2 separate regions of the Sus scrofa genome follow, and region 1 is linked to region 2. Evidence: chromatin contacts called from public Hi-C data. All regions are on one chromosome and are shown on one strand. Each heading gives the region's core, a stretch centred on a gene start, on an enhancer-like site or on the middle of the called end of the contact. The rest is flanking DNA. Distances are from core to core; before and after follow the strand shown. Region 1 overlaps MICAL2 (F-actin-methionine sulfoxide oxidase MICAL2). Region 2 overlaps PARVA (alpha-parvin).

Evidence for each region. Hi-C and Micro-C count contacts between places; a contact is called where the count stands out from the background.
Region 1: a contact with region 2 is called in a Hi-C map of fibroblasts, with 2.0 times the contacts expected there. The contact joins two enhancer-like sites. A contact is called at or near these places in 2 of 47 Hi-C or Micro-C datasets (embryonic fibroblasts and fibroblasts).

What each region holds. Positions count from the first base shown.
Region 1 is chr2:47,108,456-47,114,410 of Sscrofa11.1, reverse strand. MICAL2 (F-actin-methionine sulfoxide oxidase MICAL2) reads left to right here. Exons shown (of 38, transcript XM_021083313.1): 29 at 324-398; 30 at 5,606-5,757. Among named protein-coding and RNA genes, the nearest start is that of PARVA, 83 kb to the right of the region's middle. Within about 2 kb of position 1,865, at least 29 of the 83 cell types and tissues checked have an H3K27ac peak or open chromatin away from gene starts, as enhancers often do. A contact at or near this core is called in embryonic fibroblasts, where this site is marked.
Region 2 is chr2:46,983,103-46,988,912 of Sscrofa11.1, reverse strand. The region is part of intron 2 of PARVA (alpha-parvin); the gene reads left to right. LOC110259299 (a long non-coding RNA gene) reads left to right here and starts at 5,781. Exons shown (of 2, transcript XR_002341573.1): 1 at 5,781-5,810. Within about 2 kb of position 1,757, at least 16 of the 83 cell types and tissues checked have an H3K27ac peak or open chromatin away from gene starts, as enhancers often do. A contact at or near this core is called in embryonic fibroblasts, where this site is marked.

The DNA of each region.
Region 1 (5,955 bases), core at 616-3,115, 130 kb before region 2:
GAGTGTGTCTGAACACATGCTTCTTTATGACAGGTAAATTAGAAGGATGGCTTATAGTTTGAGCTATTTTCTGAAAGAGGGCAGGACCTGTCCCATAGCAGGGCCTCCGTAAATAGCTGATGAATGAATGCATGAAAGGTTGGAGATGTGTGTTACAAGGACAGGTGTGGTCGGAGCAAAGAAAGGAGCTTGGTCATTTATGAGCTTTAGGGACCTTTAGTCTATTAGCTTTCTGTAAATGGGCCATGAAAAGTATTCTACCTCTGTAACTGATGTTTCCTCCCTCCCCATCTCCCCTCCCCCTTTTCTTCTTCCCACCACAGCTCTGCAGCGGGCCAATAGCTTCCAGTCTCCAACTCCCAGCAAATACCAGAGTGGGAGAAGAAAATTCCAGTCCAGTGAGTCATGCGCTCTCTGGGGGTTGGGGGGGGCGTGGTGGGGAGGCAGGAATTATGTGATGACTTCTCAGGGGCAGCTGTTCTCACTCTTCACATGCCCTTTCTGAACTGGCCTCCTGGATGTGAGGAGCAAGGAAAGAAATATAGGTTTGATTCTATTTCCACTGCTCACTAGAGGACTCATTTTTCCAAGGGATTTGCTCCCTTCTGTTACCCTTCTGTTACCCTTCAGCTCCCTTCAAACTCTGCAATTGCACTTGAAAAGGACCCTAGCAATCACTGGCCCCAAGCTTCTTGAACCACAGTTGAGGAAAATGAGGGTCTGTATGGGTTTTTTGCTTTTGTTTTGTTTTTGTTTTTGTCTTTTGTCCTTTTAGGGCCGCACCCGAAACATATGGAGGTTCCCAGGCTAGGGGTTGAATCAGAGCCATAGCTGCCGTCCTACGCCACAGCCAAGCAACACTGGATCCGAGCTGCGTCTGTGACCTACACCACAGCTCACGGCAATGCTGGATCCTTAACCCACTGAGCAAGGCCAGGGATCGAACCCCAACCTCATAGTTCCTAGTCGGATTCATTAACCACGGAGCCACGAAGGAACTCCTAAGGGTCTATATGGTTTGATTCAATACACTGGAGTTGGCCTGGGGGCATCAGCTTAATCTCAGGCAGTAGTGCAGTAGCGGGGAAAGCAATGAAGGAATACACACACACATACACACACACATACATGCAAATACACACTGTCCTGTTCCCTTTTCTGAGCAGGCTGTGGTCCCAAATCCTACATCCCCCAGGAAGGGCCCATGGGTGAAGACCAGGGCTGGGAGGGGACTAAAGCAGCAGGCTCCCACTAGGGGGCACAGTCGTGCAGCATCCTAAAGATTCTGCCCCATTTACACAGCAGGTGTTCCCTCTCCTGTCCTGAAAGAGTGGCAGGGCCTCTTCATCTGATTCCAAATCCATCCCTGCCTTCCACTTCCTCCTGCCCCCACAGTCCCTCTCGGACTTGCTGTAGGAGAGGTGGACCCAGGAAAGCCCTGGCGTAGACACAAATTTGTTTAAAAGAAACGTTGGGATAGGAATAACCTGCCACTTAACGTGATTCCTTCCTTCTGAGTCAAGGCTGATTCCTGGCCAGTGAGTCATCCACCCCCTCCCCGCCCGCCGCCCTGAAACCTCCAGACCTGCAGCCTCCTCTCACTCGGGCCAGGCAGGAAGAAGGGCACTTCTAGAACTGGACCAGAACTGCACCCCTGGGCAGGCCCTCCACCTGGGGACAGCCTAAAGTGACTCTTGAACCATCTTGTAGTCCCCAGCGATGAGGGCGAGAGGAAGGAAAGAATTCATGTTTGCTGGAGGCCTGGGCCAGGCCTTTTCCACATGCTCTCTCGTTTACTCTCCCACCTCAACCCCTCCCCAGTCACAGGAATTCTGCTTCTATGGGTGGGTCTGTTTGGAAGCAGAGATTCCACCTAACGCTTCCAGCCAACTTGAGCACCACTCGTGAGAGAGGCCCAGCCTCACCCTCGAGAAGTGCCTCGTCTGGGGGGAGAGCAGGGAGCCTGGTGGGGGGGGTTGCTGGAGGAGGAACAGGAGGGAGGGGACTGCTAACCAGCAGCAGGGTTTCTCAGCTCTGTCTTTAGTTATCCCGGGAGGGTCAGGTGTTGGTTCTCAAGTGTATGTAAAAGTTGGTTTGAACGCAGGCCTTGAGTTTGAATCATTTCTATTGGCTTAGTGCCTAGCATGGAGGAGGCACCCAGTCCTTGCTTGTAGAATGAATGAATGAATGAATGAATGAACGAACGAAGGAATGAAGGAACTCATTAAAGCACCAGGGACCACGCTAGCTGAACTGAGTCAAACGGAGGGGGGCCGCCAAGAGAACCTGGGTGCAGGCTGTCGCCCCTAGAGGGCGCTCCAAGACTTCGGGAGGAAATGCGCGTCCCCTAAACGCCACATTCTGGGAAGCTGCACCCTGGAATCCGAGTCTTTGTGAAAATCTCCAGAGCCATCTTTTAGGTCATCTTCATTTTGCCCAAAAGGAAGCCCAGTAGGCAAGGCGGAAGGAGCAGAACTTGGGGTACTATCCCTTTGCTGCCTGGTTCAGCCCAGCTCTGGCCCCAGCCCCAGGTAGGAGGACGGAGGGGGTTGCATGCCTGCCCTTAGCACTCTCACCAGCTGACCATGCTCACCAGAATGACCTCCAGGGGCAAGGGGAAAGGTCTCCATTGCCAGAGGGCCCAGAGAAGAGGCAGCGGACAGGGGTGGTGGGGCTCTGGTCTCCTCATCAACCCCCTTTGCACGAGGGGCCTGGAAGGGCCAGTGGCACCCACGACTGAGTCCCCTGCAGAGGATAGGGCCACCCTGGCTGGACCATGCTGAGGTTTCAAGGGAAACAAGGAAGAGCTGGCCAAAAGCACTTGAGTTGGTGAGTGAGAAAGAAGCCTCAGGACCCTGAATTAGACAAGTCCTGGTGGGGGTGTGTGCAGCCCCCCTGGAACAGGTCAGTGGTTCAGCAATGCCTTTATTGGACCCATGTGTGTGCATGGGAGAAAGGGAACCAGGTGGAGTTAATATTGAGCTAGCATGTGACATTGACCTTGTGCTTGGCACTGGGCTCCTCTTTTTATCCCACTTTATTTCCTCAGCCACCCCACAAAATAGCACCAGGCTCCCTATTTTTTCAGATGTGGAAGCAAGGGGCCTGTGACTTGCTCAGTGTCAGGCCACTGGGTGGGTGTGGAGGGGGTGGGGTTCGAGGCTCCCCTATACCATCCTCCGAGGGACCCCAAAGGCCTCGGTGGGTGGGATCTTCCCACCACCTCTCAGCTGGGCTCTGGCCTCATCTTCCCGTCCCAGACCCTCCCCACATCCCAGGCAGTGGCTCGAATGGCAGGCATTTTGTTTCCTGCAGCACCTCAACCCTGCCCCAAGTTCTATCCTGAAGACAGTGTGTGAGGATCACGTGTGGAGAGAGACCCACTCACTGGGTAGGGGTGGAGCTTAGGCAAAGAAGAGAGGGGGCAGCTCCTAGGTCATGACCTTGAGAACCCCAAGGCTTTCCTGTCGGCTTGGTTCCCAAGGTGTCTGGGCTCCGTGTGGGAAGGTTCCTGGATTGCTCCTGGGGGAACGGGGGTGGCGGGGGGCAGTCTGTGGAGCTGAGGGGCCTTTGGCACAAGGTCAGAAGTTTGATTCGGGAGGTGGCAGAGGGGAGAACGAGGGGGCGAGGAAGAGGAGGAGAAGGAATTTGGCAGGAATTCAGCAAACCGAGGACAGGAAGCAAGGCAATGACTGACTCACAACTCTTGCCTTTTTAGGCTCGAAGCATCTGATTGTGGGCTGAGACAGGGAGTTCGGGTGATAGGCAGGCCAGCCAGGCCAGTCGTCTGCCCCGTTTCAGCTCTTGGCAGTCAGGGGCCTTTGTCCCCAGCAGCCCCTTCCTGCCTCCCTCAGATCTGTTTCCCTGAGTTACCTGTCTCCCCCTCCCACCCCCCACAAGCATCCTGAAGCATCTCTCTTGGGCAGCTTTCTGACTGTGTGTGTGGCCAGTTTTTCAGAGCCCAGGATGGGTGCACGCTCTGACATGCATTTGTATGAGGAAAGCGGGCCTGCAGGCAACCCTCCCCCCACCCCCCACCCCAGTAGCTCCCCTGCCAACGGGTTGGAAGGAACTCTTCTGGGGGTGAGGTTTGAGTTTGGCTTCACTGCATCCCAGAAGAAGAGCATGTCAGCCAAAGCTTTGGAGAAACAGGCCAGGGGCTAATGTTAAGAAGCCAGCTGGGGCATTCCTGTTGTGGCACAGAGGAAACGAATCCAACTAGGAACCATGATGTTGCGGGTTTGATCCCTGGCCTCACTCAGTGGGTTAAGGATCCAGCGCTGCCGTGAGCTGTGGTATAGGTAGCAGACCCGGCTCAGATCTGGTGTTGCTGTGGCTGTGGCATAGGCCGGCGGCAACAGCTCCAGCAAGACCCCTAGCCTGGGAGCCTCCATGTGCCATGGGTTCAGCCCTGAAAAGGCAAAAGACAAACAAACAAACAAAAGAAGCCAGCTGAAGTCTGCAGGCTGGGCCCCTCAGAGGGAACCAGAAAGGGGTCAGCTGAACAGACAGAAGTGGGGAGTCCAACAGGAGGGGGTAGTTAGAGGCAGTGGCCCTTGAAGCAGGGGGAGGGTCCCTGGGGAACAGCCTTTATGTGCCAGAAGGGCTCACAGGTGAGCTGGCTGGGCTGAAGGGTCAGACACCGAGTGGGCACATCTGAAAGTGAACATGGCATTTTCTGAGTCCCTCTGAGAACCAGTTGTTGAAATGGTCCAATAGGGAAACAAGATGCTCAAGAGTTTAGGTTTAAGGTCACCTGGTTACTGTTTGCACGTGTGTGTGTGTGTGTGTGTGTGTGTGTGTATCTGGGTGTGCACACGCGTGCTCGTGCACTCACGAGAGAGAGGGAATGAGACTGATCTTATAGGCAATCTTATACTGATCAGAATTCTGCAGTAACTCTAATGGATTTCAGCTCCCACGGTTCAGAACGAGGCTCATCCTCAGCCCTGGTCACCCTCCTTTCTCATGTCAATCTCAGCACACACACGGCACCTCGTTTGCTTCCTAACCAGCAGGACCTTGGCACGGACCCCACTCCATATGCTTCGAATGACTTGATGCCCATAAGAACCTCCCTCCCTTGTGTTCGTGTGCAATCTCCAACTACCCAGCTTGCCCGAGAGCCCCCTGGCTCACATGTGAGAAGGAAGAGCCCATGTCCTTAGCAGTGGCCTCCTGTCCTATCCGTGCCCACAGCCAGGGGTCCAGCATCCATGGGAAGAGGCCTCAGATGGTGTCTTGACTAAGTGATGTCACACAGCCCCAGCACCCACCGCAGTGGCTTTAGGGCAAACGTTAGAGGTAGATTCCATTCCGAGAAACACCCTGTTCCGTCTCTTGGGAACATTCTCACCTACATGGGAGATACAGTGGTTCTTGGTGTTTTTGTTCTGGGATCTTCTTCCCCCACAGGATCCTGCCACTCCTATACCTGTTCTTCTAAGTCCCAAGCAGTGGGCCCCAGGGCCTCTGATTCCCACCTCCAGCATCTTCCTGCCTCTGACCCTGTTTATAGAGAGGCTTCACTGCAAACCTCCTCTTCTCATGGTTAAGATAAGGAAACCACAAGTCTGTAATGGAAAGCATGGTCTTTCCTCCGTAGGCTTGACACCAGCGAACAATGAAAGAATTATGTCGCCTCCAAAGGAAGCGTCTTCTCTTTCTCCTTCCTCATCTTCTCCTTCACCTTCCCTGCCATCTTCTTCTTCAGCCGATGTCTCAAGGAATGCTCTGGATGGCTCCTCCCCACCCCAGGTAAGTGCCCTCAGAGCCCTGCTCAGGTGTGAGGAAGGTGAGCTGCCTGTCCTTCCCATGTCCACACTGAGCTCTGGATTCCTGGCATCCTTAGGTCACCCCAAGTGCAAAGCCAGGGCCAGAGATGCTCTGCCGAGAGTCCACCCCAGGCCTTCTTCCCCTGTCCCTTTCATGACAGTGTGCCCTCCTCCTCTTCAG
Region 2 (5,810 bases), core at 508-3,007:
ACCATAAAAGGACACATTGAGAAGGGGCTGGCAGTGAACCAGGAAGAGGGTCCTTCCCAGAAAACTTGATCCTGCTGGTGCCTTGACTATGGACTTCAGCCTCCAGGCTATGAGAAATACACTTCTCTTATTTATAAGCCACCCAGTCTGTGGAATTTTGTTACAGCAGCCTGAATGGACTAAGACATACCAGAAGTATGTAGAGATGCTTGTTTCCATTCACTCTCCTCAAAACTGTGCAGTATTTTGTCTTTCATCTTTTTTTTTTTTTTTTTTTTTTGTCTTTTTGCCATTTCTAGGGCTGCTCCCGTGGCATATGGAGGTTCCCAGGCTAGGGGTCTAATCGGAGCTGTGGCCACCGGCCTACGCCAGAGCCACAGCAACGCAGGATCCGAGCCGTGTCTGCGACCTACACCACAGCTCACAGCAACGCCGGATCCTTAACCCACTGAGCAAGGGCAGGGATGGAACCCGCAACCTCATGGTTCCTAGTCGGATTCGTTAACCACTGCGTCACGACAGGAACTCCCTGTCTTTCATCTTTTTAATTCGCTAGCCAAAAAATAATATGCTATTGTTCTTGTGATTTTGATTCTATAACACATTCATTGAATAGTCCGACTTCCACTGGAATTTAATCAGGAACACCCCCCCCTCCACCTCCGCCCAAGCACTGACTTAAAACATGCTCTGTGACGTCTTGGGTGGATTGCATGACTTTCTGGTCTCTTCCCGCTATAAGGACATTTAGGTTCATCTTCTTTTTTTTATGGCTGCACCCATGGCACATGGAAGTTCCTGGGCGAGCAGTGGAAGCAGAGCTGCAGCTGGGGCTTGCAACCACAGCCTCATCAACACTGGATCCAAGCCACATCTGCAACCTACACTGCAGCTTGCAGCACCACCAGATCCTTAACCCACTGAGTGAGGCCAGAGATCAAACCTGAATCCTCAAAGGGACAATGTCGTGTCCTTAACCCACTGAGCCACAATGGAGACTCCCAACATTTAGGTTCTTATGACTCACCTGTTGGTACGAAGATCTAGTCCAGTCTGAAATCAAAACTTAACTTCTCATCCAGTTCAAAGTCTTCCAATATCGACGGTGTTGTTATAATGCTCTCCTGATGGTTGCTGTTTTGCTGGTTCATTGCTGATGTGTTTGGTTCTTCAGAGGCCCTGCAGGGAATTTTAAAAGAGTTCTTGAGTGTGGTTAGCTTCATGGGGATTTCAGTCTTTGGAATCCATGACTCAGTGGCCTCCCCTGTTACACGTTACAATCATGGCATCGCAGGGCTGCTGTTGCTGTCACCCATAGAAAAACATGATGACATCTGTTTAAGTTCCCCAGAAATGACAGCAAAGTGGAATGAAAAGTCCAATGTTTAAAAGATGTATATCTGATCATTAGAATATGGAAAAATCAATTCCTTTGGAAGTTAGAACCATATGTTTTTTTCTTTTTTAAAAAGGTTTCTTTCTGAAGCCTCAATTCTGCCTTGGATGTCTTCAGGAAAAAGGAGTGTATAAGTGTAGTTTTTTATTGCAGGCATTGTAGATGAAACGGGTCCTGGGGAGAGGCCATCAAAGTAGAGATTTATTCTTTGGCGTTGAAGCATAGAGGAGATAAACCATGAAAGGATATTTTTAAAACTTTCATTTAAAACATGCCCGGTGAATCACAAATTCTTCCCAGCCAGCGTTTCAGTTTGTCTTCTGAAATCTGAAAACTCGAAATATTCACTCTAGGGGTTGGGAGGAGAGGGGATTGCTCAGGTTTCAGTTACAGGTTACAGTTTTTTATTGTTTTCTTCTCCTAATGGCTTCTTATACCCTTCCATGTGTTTCCAGCTGCCCATATGACCCCCACCGCAGAGGAAAGCAATTTGGCGTGCTCATGGCCAGAAGATATTGGGTTGTCACCCACTTGAAGGGCCTTAGCATGAGGGTGATGCTTAGCTCAGGGGAACTGGGCCCCAGAGTTGGCTTTGCCATCTGGAGGTATTTTGTGATCCAAGGTCTTTTTGGCATCAGCTCCGCCTGGTAGAGAACAGGTTTTCGTAACATCCGTTCCACGTTGCTTCCACTTCTAAAACAAGTCTTCCTAAAACACAGGCTTCTCCCTGACTCAGGATCTGGCAGGACTCTCCGTCCTTTTAAAAGATATGGCATAGGTTCCTCAGTCCAGCTTTTAAGGCCTCCAGAGTCTGGTTCTAACTTGACTTGATATTCCTCTGCTTCCTAACATGCTGATGGTCATCTGCTGATTATCTTCATACAGGTCCCGCCAGTACTGGGGTCTGTACCTTTGCTTGTGTGTTCCCCAGTCTCCCACCCCTGCCCACCTGCCCCGGCCCTGCTGGCTCAGCCCAGCTACTGCGGCCCCCATGGCACTCTCACACATCTGGCCCTGCTGCCCTTCCTGTTAGAGCGGTGAACCCTGGATCACATGCCTCCTGGTGCATCTGCTGGTTTCATGTTTTGGATTGATTTCCTCCACTTGATTAGGAATTCTTGGTTTGCAGTGACCATATCCTCTTCTTGTCTCGCAGCCTTCCCAGCCAAGCGTGCAGACTGTACTCAGTTAGGCTCGCTGATTGGTTGGGATGTGGTGACCTGGTCAGCAGGCCATGTCACTGTTTCACTGCGCTCCAGTGAGCAGGGGACAGCTTAAGAGATGGACCCAGTGTTTTCCCAGCTAGATCATGGGTCTCTGGTGGGGAGCTCAGGGGCTAGTTCCTTAAGAGTCTGGGGTATAGGATGTGCGCTGAATTCACATCCTAGCTGACTAGCTCTGTGAACTTGGCCATGTCATCTCATTTCTTCCCTGATATAACTCAGATGTGTTTGTTTATAAACAGGTATGATGTGCTAAGCCCTATTTGAGGAGCTGGGGATATGGCAGTGAATAGAATAGAGATCTGCATAATAAGGCAGGGCCAACTATGTGAAAATCTTGGGGATGAACTTTGCAAAAAAGAAGGGCTAGCAGGTGCAGCCACAGAAGTTTATGAAATCGAAAGGAGGCCCATGTGGTTGAAGCATGGAGGTCGAGGGGAGGCTGGTGCTGGGGCTGGGAGCCAGGCCAAGACTGGATGCTGCAGAGTCCCACAGGACCATCAGAAGACTGAGTTTTTCCCTAAAACATATGGGAAACCACTAGAGGATTTTGGCAGTGAAAAACGTGGTCTGTTTTTATTCACAGTGCCTGCCTCTTTGGCCATTAACTGCAATTAAGTAAGATAATATATGCAAGGAACCTGGTATACAGTAGGTGCTTGATAAGTGGTAATTAAGCTTTTCATGTTTTGGAGAAAAACTGGTTGTTTCCTATAGTTTGACTTGTCGCCTGAATAATGGTACCCCAAAATGTCTATGTCCTAATCCTTGGAATCTGTGACTATGTTACTTTACAGGGCAAAGGGGAATTAAGGTTGCAAATGGAATTAAGATCGTTAATTAGCTGACCTGAAAATAGGGAGACTATCTTGGATTATCCAAGTGGATCTAGAGTCATCACAAGCATCCTTCAGCATCAAGGAGGGAGGCAAGAGGGAGATTCAGAGGGAGAGGGGACCATAGCGGAAGGTCACAGAGATGCAGTATTATTAGCTTTGAAGATGGGGTAGGGGTCGCCATCCGAGGAATGCAGGTGGCCACAGAGCTGGAAAAGGCAAGGAAATGGTTTCTCCCCTAGAACTTCTGAAGGGAATGCAGCCTGGCTCACATCTTGATTTTAGCCCAGTGGAAACCCATTTGGACTTCTGACCACCGGAATTGTGAGATGCTGTATTTGTGTTGTTTTAAGCCACTCAGTACGCGGTAAGGATTTTGGACTAATCTTCCTAACTCCAATTTCGTACACCTCCCTATGACCTATGACCCATGACTTTTAAAACCTCTTGTTTCGTTCACCGTCTACAGATTGGTGCCTATGACGTGCCAGGCTATATAAGATGGTGTCTGTGCTTTGGGGGAGTTGAGCGGCTAGGAGACTTGCTGGTGTTTTCCATAACTTCTAGGGGTACCAAGTTCCACATGTGCTGCTGGGTAGCATCTCGTAGCCTCTCAAATACACGGGTGAAATGAGGCGGGTTTTTCATTGATCTGGGAAGACAGAAGCTACAGTGCTCCTGGTACAAGGCTGGGCTCTCAGCTCCAGCACCTGAGGGCTGGGTGACCCAGGCACAGGGACTGTGGAGAGGGGTGGCCTTGGGCCTTGCCTGGAGTGTCTCCATCGTCCCTTCCCAATCTGCAGGGACCAGCCTGCAGGCTTCTCCCTGAGGCACCCCAGCCTACCCCAGCTCACAGCAAGCACTCCCTCCCAGACCTGGCCCCTCTGATGACAGGGCTCCAGGCCAACCCGCTCCATCGTCTAGGCTGCACTTGTTTTTCCCTTTGCTTAAGCATCAGGCCCTGTCTGTGGAGGCGGCAGGCAGAGGCTCCTGGAGGCAGGCCCAGCCAGGCACAAGTTAGGGGCTCAGCAATGCCCGTGATTCGATTGGTTGGGGCTGGAAGCGAAGGTTTCTGTGCAAGGGCTTTTGCTTTATCCTTTTAGGGAAGTTCATTCTCTCTGGTTGCCTTTCCCCCTCCTTTTGGAGATGTTGCTAGAAGATGTCAGCCACAGAGGCCCAGCCGGCCCCAGACCTTCCTTCACACGGAGGCTGCCAGAACGTTCTTTCCAACACCAACTCTGACTTAGTCCCTCGTCCTCTGGGAAACACCCTCCCCTGCTCACCTATCTATAGCTGTGGTTTCAAACATTAAAAGGAAACATGAAATCAGTACTTTTCTTTTTCAGTGAAATATCAGTATGTAAACTCAAAGTCCGGAGGCAGCAGAGTTCCTGTTGTGGCGCAGCGGAAACAAATCTGACTCGTATCCATGAGGATGTGGGTTCGATCTCTGGCCTTGCTCAGTGGGTCGGGATCCAGCATTGCCATGAGCTGTGGTGTAGGTCGCAGATGCAGCTCAGATCCTGCATTGCTGTGGCGCAGGCTGGCAGCTATAGCTCCGATGAGACCCCTAGCCTAGGAATCTGTGTATACCAAGGGTGTGGCCCTAAAAAAGACCAAAAAAAAAAAAAAAAAAAGTCAGGAGGCAACAAAGTATGTAATCATTATTAAAGCATCTGGATTCTAGCATCAGACTTGGATTCAAATCCAGACTCTGCTACTCACATAACCTCAAGCAAGTTGTCTGACTGCTCGGGTCTCCATTTCCTGATCTGTAAAATGGGAATGCCTTCAGTTTCTAGTTCGCGAGGCTGTCAGATGTGATGAAATGATGTAAAGCGCTTCTCAGAGTGCCTGGCCTGGCCTAGATTACTCAATAAATGTTGGCTATTGTTACAAGAATATAAATTGTCTTATAACATTTAATTATCACACAGCCCACCAGGGACAATAGTTTGGCTGTTTGAATGAACACAGAATTTTTTAAAAAAATATTTTTTCAGATGGTCTTAGATTTACCAAAAAACTGAAGTGCAGAAAATTTCCCTGTACCCTCTACTTAGTTTCCATATTGTTAACATCTCACGTGAGATGCAATCAGTGAACCAATATTAATACATAAGCATTAACTGGGGTCCGTACTTTATTTCCTCTTTTTTGTTTTTTGTTTTTGTTTTTGTTTGCTTTTTAGGGCTGCACCCACAGCATATGGAGGTTCCCAGGCTAGGGGTCCAATCGGAGCTACAGGTGCCAGCCTACACCCCAACCACAGCAAAGCAGGATCTGAGCTGCATCTGCGACCTACACCACAGCTCATGGCAACACCGGATCTTTGACCCATGGAGCGAGGCCAGG